2 separate regions of the Hordeum vulgare genome follow, and region 1 is linked to region 2. The links are chromatin contacts, called in public Hi-C maps. All regions are on one chromosome and are shown on one strand. The core of a region is the stretch at or near the end of the contact, and the rest is flanking DNA. Distances in the headings are between cores, read along the strand shown.

The links. Hi-C and Micro-C count contacts between places; a contact is called where the count stands out from the background.
Region 1: a contact with region 2 is called in a Hi-C map of seedling, with 2.9 times the contacts expected there. The contact joins the promoter of LOC123427170 here to the enhancer-like site in region 2.

The regions. Positions count from the first base shown.
Region 1 is chr2H:548,859,327-548,863,589 of MorexV3_pseudomolecules_assembly, forward strand. It overlaps LOC123427170 (protein NUCLEAR FUSION DEFECTIVE 4-like), which reads left to right and starts at 2,628. Exons shown (of 3, transcript XM_045111144.1): 1 at 2,628-3,185. The coding sequence starts at 2,847.
Region 2 is chr2H:548,766,169-548,770,300 of MorexV3_pseudomolecules_assembly, forward strand. No RefSeq gene overlaps it. Among protein-coding and RNA genes, the nearest start is that of LOC123427169, 23 kb to the left of the region's middle. Within about 2 kb of position 1,338, at least 3 of the 3 cell types and tissues checked have open chromatin away from gene starts, as enhancers often do. A contact at or near this core is called in seedling, where this site is marked.

The DNA.
Region 1 (4,263 bases), core at 1,378-3,877, 94 kb after region 2:
TATGCCGGATTGGATATTAGATTCGAGGTCATTTGATGTATGTCTTACATGTGGATACCCATGGTGACAATGGGGTGTTCTATTAATTCACTTGATATATGTTTTGATACCAAGTATGCAGATTCCTGTGGTGACAATGGGGTAATCTATGCATATGGGTTGATACACGTTCGTGTCCTACTTTCTCCGATAGGAATCTTGAGGTACTCTTTGAAGTTCTTTGTGTTGGATTAAATATGATGAATTTGAATTTTTTTGATGCATGTCGAATAATTAACCCACGAATATTTAAGATGACATTAGGGTTGATTGATGTGTATCATAGGTGTTATTCTAATACGACTCTACGGTTGTTTGTGACACTTATAGGAATAACTCAATAGATTGATCGAAAAGAATAACTTTGAGGTGGTTCTACTACCTATACCAATTTCATCTTATGTTTTCTGCTACTGTATGAACTTTGGAGTGGTTCTTTATCGCATGTTGAGGGATGATCATATGATTCTTTTATGTTAGCATTATTGGGAGATTGCACTAATGAAAGTATGAATCCTAGACCTTATTTCCAAGCATTGCAACACTGCTTATGCTCACCTTTACGACTTGTTACCTTGTTGTTTTTTATATTTTCATATTATAAAAACCTATATCTACTTTCCATACTACACTTGTATCACCATCTCTTCGTTGAAATAGTGCACATATACAATTTGTCATTTGTCGTGGTATTTCCGGGACAGATGCCATGGGGTGTCTTAACTCGTGGATTGGGGCCAATGGGCGCCGACGGCGTCTGGGAACGGGTGTAGGCGCAACACACATGACGTCGGTTTACCCAGGTTCAGGGCCCTCAGGTGAGGTAAAACCCCTAGTCCCGGCTTCCGGTCTCGCTATCTCAGGTGGTGTTCTACAAGTGGTGGTGGGAGTCTAAACTGGATGAACGTGTGAACCTCTCGAACTTCTCGCCCCTCTCGGTGGGTAGGGGCGTGGCTTTATAGTGTAGCTAGATGTTACAGTGGTAACGATAGGATTGTGAGGTGGGGGTCGGCTGCTAGCCTCATGGGCCGGCTGCGGGGCCTACCTGTGGCTGGGTCTTGTCGCGGGGTCCGCCAGTCATGTGCAGCAGCGGTCGGTGCGCCGAGCTGTCAGGGCAAGGGCGACACAGGGGAACGTGGATACACGACCTCCTTACTCGGTCAGGGTCGGGATCCCTGTAGCCTCGCTGACCCTTCCATCATCGCGCCGCAGCACGGCCGTACACGTCAGCGCGTACTGCTGCCGTGATAGCCTCTGGTCATTCGTCTTGTCTTGTCTATGTACGACGGTACGGCCGGATGGGACAGGTGCCGTTCGTCCGGCTGGCGAGGGGCCAGCTAACCGGCCGAGCCCCGCCAGGTGGTCATGTATGTGTCGAAGAGGTGGTCGGCTACCGCCAGCCGGCGAGGTACGTGCGGGCCTGAAATGGGGTCGGCTGTCTCCAGCCGGCCGAACTCGTGAGCAGAAGGGGCCGGCTGTCGACAGTCGGCCGGACTTGGGTCGGCCGAATGGGCCGGCTATCGCTAGCCGGCCTGGGGGGCCAGGCGGCCCCAAATGTCTTGGAGACGGCTAATCTCCGCTCTTGGTATACCCGGGGGTAGTATCCCCGTCACCATTGTATTGTGTGTTTTGAAGACACAAGAGATTTTTTGTATTTAATTGTAGGATTGTTTGAGAGAGACCATCTTCATCCCACATCTTCCACAAATTGATAAAGCTTAGGTCATTCATTGGAAGAAAAATTGTTGTTGTCCTACATAACTCTGCACTTGAAGGTCCAACAACGACTACACGAATGAAGTTATAGAGTAGACATTAGCTTACGAGAGGCTCGAAGAAGCTCACCTAAGAGGCGGATATCGTTAATTTAGTAAGTTTTGATTAGTTTAGTCTAAGTTTTGGTTCATGTGAGCGCAAAATTATGAATCGACACTAAATGTTAGTTTAGTAGGTTTTATAAGCAGTTGTTTGAATTAAATTTGTGTTTGTATACACCGAATTATTTTTTACACGACTAAGTGTAGGCAATCGATCAAAATATAGAGAAGTAAAAATACTCAAATAAATAGTACTTAACTATTTAGTCCTCTAAATTTTAGGGGGTCAGCTAGAGTTGCGCTTAGTTAGACATAATATCATGATGTCTTCAAGTCATCTTCATACCTCAGTGAGGATACAATTGGTTTGGACTTCAAGCTTTTGGATTCGTCAAACAAAAAAACGTCGATCCGCGTCATCAAAGGAGTCGTCCAACTCAATGACAAAGCTCTCGGAACAATTTATTGAAATATTTTCACCATATATTCTTGATCTCCTCGTCCTTAAATAGAAAAAGATAAAAATGTTAAAGATTATTTGGAAAGAAAACGTTACATTAATATATATGCCACTTGAGAGGGAATCAACTGCACATTTATCACCTATCTTCCCATGCATGTCCCGGTGAAATGTGACCAAGGACCAGTTCTTGTAGTGTTGATAGTAGATGCATAAACATATTTTCGCTGGCTTTCCTTGGTTGCAGGAGGCAAGGCGACACACAAGGAGAAAGCGAAGCAGGACGAGACTATTTAACTGACGCCACCACGTTACTAGAGTGGTGCCAACTGAGCTGAGCTTCCTCTGCCTCAGCCAAAAGCAAGCACGGCCTCCTCTCCTCCACACAGTACACCACGCCACGCCACGCCACGCCTACACCCTGAGTGCCCGACCAGCCACATCAATCACGCAGCCGTAGTATCACCAGCTGCTACTATCGCCAGGGAGGAGCTCGGCGAGTGCGACGCCAAGGCCCAAGGGGGATCGAGATGGCGGGCGGCGGAGGGCTGGGGAAGGTGAAGGCGGGGAGCCGGCCGCCGTGGGTGGGGCTGGCGGCGGCGGTGTGGGTGCAGGTGGCCGCCGGGAGCGCCTACGTCTTCCCGCTCTACTCGCACGCCGTCAAGGAGGCGCTCGGGTACAACCAGAAGGCGCTCACCATGCTGGGCGTCGCCAACGACGTCGGCGAGAACGTGGGGCTCGTCCCCGGGGTGCTCGCCAACCGCCTCCCGCCCTGGCTCATCCTCCTCATCGGCTCCGCCTGCGCCTTCTTCGGCTTCGGCACCGTCTGGCTCGCCGTCACCAAGACCGTCGCCATGCCCTACTGGGTGGTACGTACGCTCCCCCTCCCCCTTTTCCGCCTCGCATCTCTGCGTCCACACATCCGTCATCCGAGATTGATTATCCCGCTCGCATGTCCTGTTTGTTTCCATTGATTTTTGACGGTGAACGGCGAGCCGAGCTGATTAATCGCACAATTATTCAAACCCACTTCTAGTATTCCATTCTCTGTATGATTGCCATTATTCTTTTCCAACGGCTATGATTGCCATTTTGGTGGTAATCTGTTGGGGCATGTTATGCGTTCACGCGTGTCCGTGCGTTGATTGTCTGGTGGAACTCAGCAAAGATGGCTCTTACGCCTTATGATATCTCCTTTCAAGTAAGCAAATCATTGTCTTCACATTATATGATTGACGTTAACGCCGGCAGTAGACATTTTCCTTTCATTCTGGCGTGAAGCTAAATGTGGTAGCACACATACTACTTTGTTTTTTAGTCGGGGTAGTATTATGTTCATCCGCTGAACTTGTCGTGATTTGGTTGGCCCGTTTCTGTAGGCAAAATAGTACATTGTTTATCTTGCCAATCATTTCTGCAAGTAGACCAGACTTGGTTTCGGCGTTGGACCGCTCAATGAATCTGTATTTTTTTTGTTCAACCTGCCAGCTCACACTGGTGTATTATGACCCCAATAGCCTCTACGGAACCAAGTGGTCAGCTTGGTAAGCTACCAACAAAAATTACAAATAATAGCCTCTACGGATAGAAGCAGATCTTCCTACCTGATTTTGGTGAGATTAGATATGCGGATAATCTTTTTCAATGCCAGTTTGTAGAGAGAAATTTGGCGAAAAAGACTTCTTTTCTCATGAAAAGGTCAAGCTGACTTTAGTTAATATTGTTTTATAAGGTCATCTGCAGATCACTTCAGTACTGTAGGTTTACCAGAATATATGTCCCTACCAAGAACGGTGGTATTACAGAGAGCAAGTTTATAACGGTTATAATTTTTGTGCTCAGTGATCTGGAAATTACTGCTCAACTTTTCTATTGCTCAAGTTGAGTTCACCAAAATTTCCGTCCAAACACCTGGTAGTTTGACATCATTATTTCTGCATGTTCAGT
Region 2 (4,132 bases), core at 88-2,587:
GGCGTCGTCTGAGTTGATGGCTCGACTATGGCCGTCGACAGCCACTGGGCCATATCTCCCTCAATCCATCAGGATTGGTGGGGACTTCATGCGTGGGTGCCCTATGGTGGTGGTGTCGACCCTGGCCTGGTGCCTGATGTCGGGCTTCACCAACCATAGTCTGTGCACGGTGAAGCGGGGGTCGGCTATGTCTCATTGCACGGATGGCGGGGCGGCGGCCCCGGAAGGTGGTCTGCATGGTTGGCTCTCCAGCGGGCACCATGACGACGGTGGTGGCATTGTTTCTTGACCGTGTGGGCGATGAGAGGCAGGGCTCTAGGTAGCTCGGGCGCGCTCTCGGTCTTCGTGGTGGCGCCTCAATCCAGATCTAGGGATCTAAACTCGTCATGCTTCTCGTGAAGACCTCGTGGTGACACGCGAGAACTATCGGGCGAAAGCTCCGTGCTCTGGTCCCCACAATGACGACGCTCATGGACGCCGTTCTCTTTTTGAAGACGTCGTCATGGTGTTCCCCTCCATGTCCGGGCTCCGGGTGAACACCTTTGTACATTGTGGACTCGACGGCGATGACGCATTGCGTCGACATCCCTCGTGAGAGTGTTGTCGTGGAGCTTAGGTATGTAGGGTGTAGCGTGGCGTTGTATCAGGGTCTTCGTGTGCTTTATTTCGGTAGTTTATTGTTGGATCTATTTTATAAGGAGGCTATCTTTTTACCTTGTATCATTCGATCGTATATTTTATTTAATTATTGCTTTATCTATAAAGGGGAGGTGATATTTATGAATGCATTGGTTTGCTATAGTTTGAGAGGTTCGGCTGCTGAAGCCCTGAAACAGCGAAGGCAGCGTGCGTCTTGTGCAATATCTTCACGTATTTCACACAAGCTGCATTTCAACGTGACATGCTATGCTAGCTCTCATCGTGTCCCATGCCTGTCTTCGTCGCTGTCCGAGACCCAGCTGCTAGCCTGAAGGCTGCTCGGCACGCCACTCACCGACGGACATATACAAACAAACAGTCAATTTTGGCGGGACGAAAAGGAAAAACGGCGCGCGATCAGCAAGCAGGATCACCGCTCACCAGTCACCACGTACGTATCCTTCCTTGCCACCTCCCCTCCATTGGCCAGCGGTCGCCACACATGCATGCATCATGCGCTCCGGCGCCGAAACGGAACCATTCGCCGCCGTTCTCCTGATCAGTCCGGAACGGATAGCATCCAGCACTACGTACGTGTCCCCAACCCGATGACCATCTCTGATCTGAGGCAGCCGGCCGTACGTACGTACGTCCCTCTCGACGCTCTCGTATTCGTTTGTCCGGTTGCCCACGTTTCCCTCCGTCCCTCTCCGCCAGATACGGAGCATCATTGCGCTACAACTATACTCGACCCCGTACGCGCTGCTGCTGCTGCTGTCGTTCGGTTGCGTACGCGCCGCTGCTGGGGCAAATCGAAAACGGCTTTTGAGCCCTCGGGGCCTCAAGGGCCGTCTTTCTATCTGATCTGCGATCGCCCGGGGACTCGTTCGCGCGCCACGTCTGCATCAATCGGGAACAAGACGAGGCCACCTGCCCGCGCTCATCTATCCATCTATCCATCGCATGTTGGAGCTAGGAGCAACTTCAACAGAACAACCCGTTTCGTTTGTTCTCATTCGTTTGGATCCGCGTGGATAAAAAGTTAGCTCAGCTCGTCGATTCAAGTGAACCCGTGTCCGCTCTTTTTTGGTCCGTCGATCCATTTCTGACCTAAATTTGAGCCTGATTTACGTTGGCATGGACACGAAATGGATGCGCGTGACACGCGTCTACTTTCCTTGGTGACCCGCCAGTCGGCGATAAAGCAGTCACTTTTTTCCTCCATTTTCCCAAAACTCTCTCACTCGCTCCCGCGTCCGCTCCCACCGCCATGGACGACGACTTCGAGGCCAGCCGCCCCCACCATCGCCTCCATGGCCTCGCCCGTCGCCGCCGTCGAAGCAACAGGCAAGGCCCGCGCCGCCCAAGAAGAAGAAGAAGAAGGAGTTGACGCCCGACGAGCGGGATGTGAAGTCGACCAAGAGGAAGGGTCGGAGGCACGCGCACGATGCAAGGGACGAGGCAGCTGTCGCCGCCGTCATCGTCAACGCCGTGCAGCAGGAAGACACCAATGCCCGATGAAGGCGGCAACGAGGGAGGCCTTGCTGTACCTAGGGGTAAACCCTAGCCAACACGGGCTTGTCAACGTCGTTGTTGTCGCGGCCGCGGCCAGCATAGTCTCGTCAGCATATCCTTGGATGATGCTGCAGGAGTTGCCATGCGCGTATTGCATGCAGCCGATTCCCGACTTCCACGTCTACCCGCAAGCAGTCGCTTCTCCGGGGAATGCTCGTCGGAGGTGAGCATCGTGGCCCCTTCCACCCCCGCGTCGGTGACCGTCGACCTTAACGTCGCGTCGGTGGCAGGCGGATCATCGTCCGGAGGCATGAGGAAACACCAGCACGAGATGCCAGGCGACATGCTCACCGGCGCCCGCAATCTGTTCGACGGAATGCCGGCGACCGTCGACGATGACACGACCAACCGTTTTCTCGAGAACATGATCTTCGAAGGGGGTGCGCTGGCGGCTGGTGTGTACGATCCCGATGAGAACCAAAGCCAGGACGGCTGAACGCCATTCACGCAAGCCACCAATGAACCACATGACGCCTTCATGCAAGATCAGATCGGCCTAGATGGCTTCCCACTTGACCATGAGTTTCCGGAGGACTACGGCCTTGAGGAGGAGGACGATGACATGGACATCGACGGGTGCCTTTCTTCGAGGAGGAGCTTGTCAACCAAACTGTTGTCGGAACGAAGCCGAAGCGCAAAAGCAAGCAGACGAAGGCATACAAGCCGGTCGAGGACAAACTTCTTTTGGCGTGCTCACATGTGAGCCGGCCGCTGGCAAGTGTGTCAACATGAACCGCATAATGGTTTTAATGTAGGCTGACAATGTATGTCGACCGCTGATATAGTGCCGGCATAAACTCTTGAACGTTGGCATGCCGACATTATTTTTCTAATGTGCGGACATAAAATAAGTCGTCCGCGTTAGCTATAAAAAAAACATACGCAAATCAGGCCGCCCATCCAAACAAACAAAAAAGGAATAAAACGGTCGTGCATTTAGTCGGTTGGTTGAGTTGCTCTAAACAACGTTGCCTGCAGCTCGATCGATGGCACCTCTCTTTCTTTGTTTTCTCCACCGGGGCTGATGCTTCGCGTTCGCAGAGGCCGAGGAAAGCGACATGCCTACCACACTACGTAAAATGCGTAGTATGGCTGCTTGCGTTGCGTTCCACGAGCCTATCCGTCCGCCCGGGTATGTGATGTGAGCACGTCAGTCCGAGATTGTTCTCATCTCCATTTGGTTGGTTCAGTCGGCAGAGCAGCAACGGCATATTCACGTAGGAGCATCTATCTATATATGTACTATGTGGTTGTTGTCTCCTTGTTAACTTTGTTTACGCACTAAGATGCTTTGGTCGAGCCCAGGGGTCGAGGACTAGTCGCTCGCGTACCAACCTACCGCCGCTACTTCGATGATTAACTTAATTCCTTCCAAGATCAATGCAATGCTTAGTTATCCCTTCGTACGCATCCATGGAAAAGAAAATAATTAATGATCACTGTCAGTTCAGCTCACTCATCGTCATGATAAACAGCAATCATAGAGCCGGACGCTCGAAATCGACATTGTACTACTGTATATGGAACATTCTACACTGAACCTGCAACCCGTTTCGACCACATATATTTATTTAATAACCACTTGAACTATGATAGCACGCTGAACCAATACGAAATCGCGGCCCCTGACCATCCTGAGAGACGGTCGTACTAGTTTAAGCATAGAAGACAACGGTGCACGCGCTGATGGTAGAGGGTGAGGATGCAGATCGACGGTGCGAGCGAGGTCTCGGCGGCTAATCGAGCCTGCTCATACCTGCAACAATACCGCTAATCAAACCGAAATACAGTACTAGCTAGTACTCGTAGCTCCTGTATGCGACTCTGCGACTGGAGAGCGTGATGAACTAATTAATGTAAGCGGGAGGATAAAGCTTCTAGGCGGGCCGCATGCTCGAATGATTGAGACATGTCACAT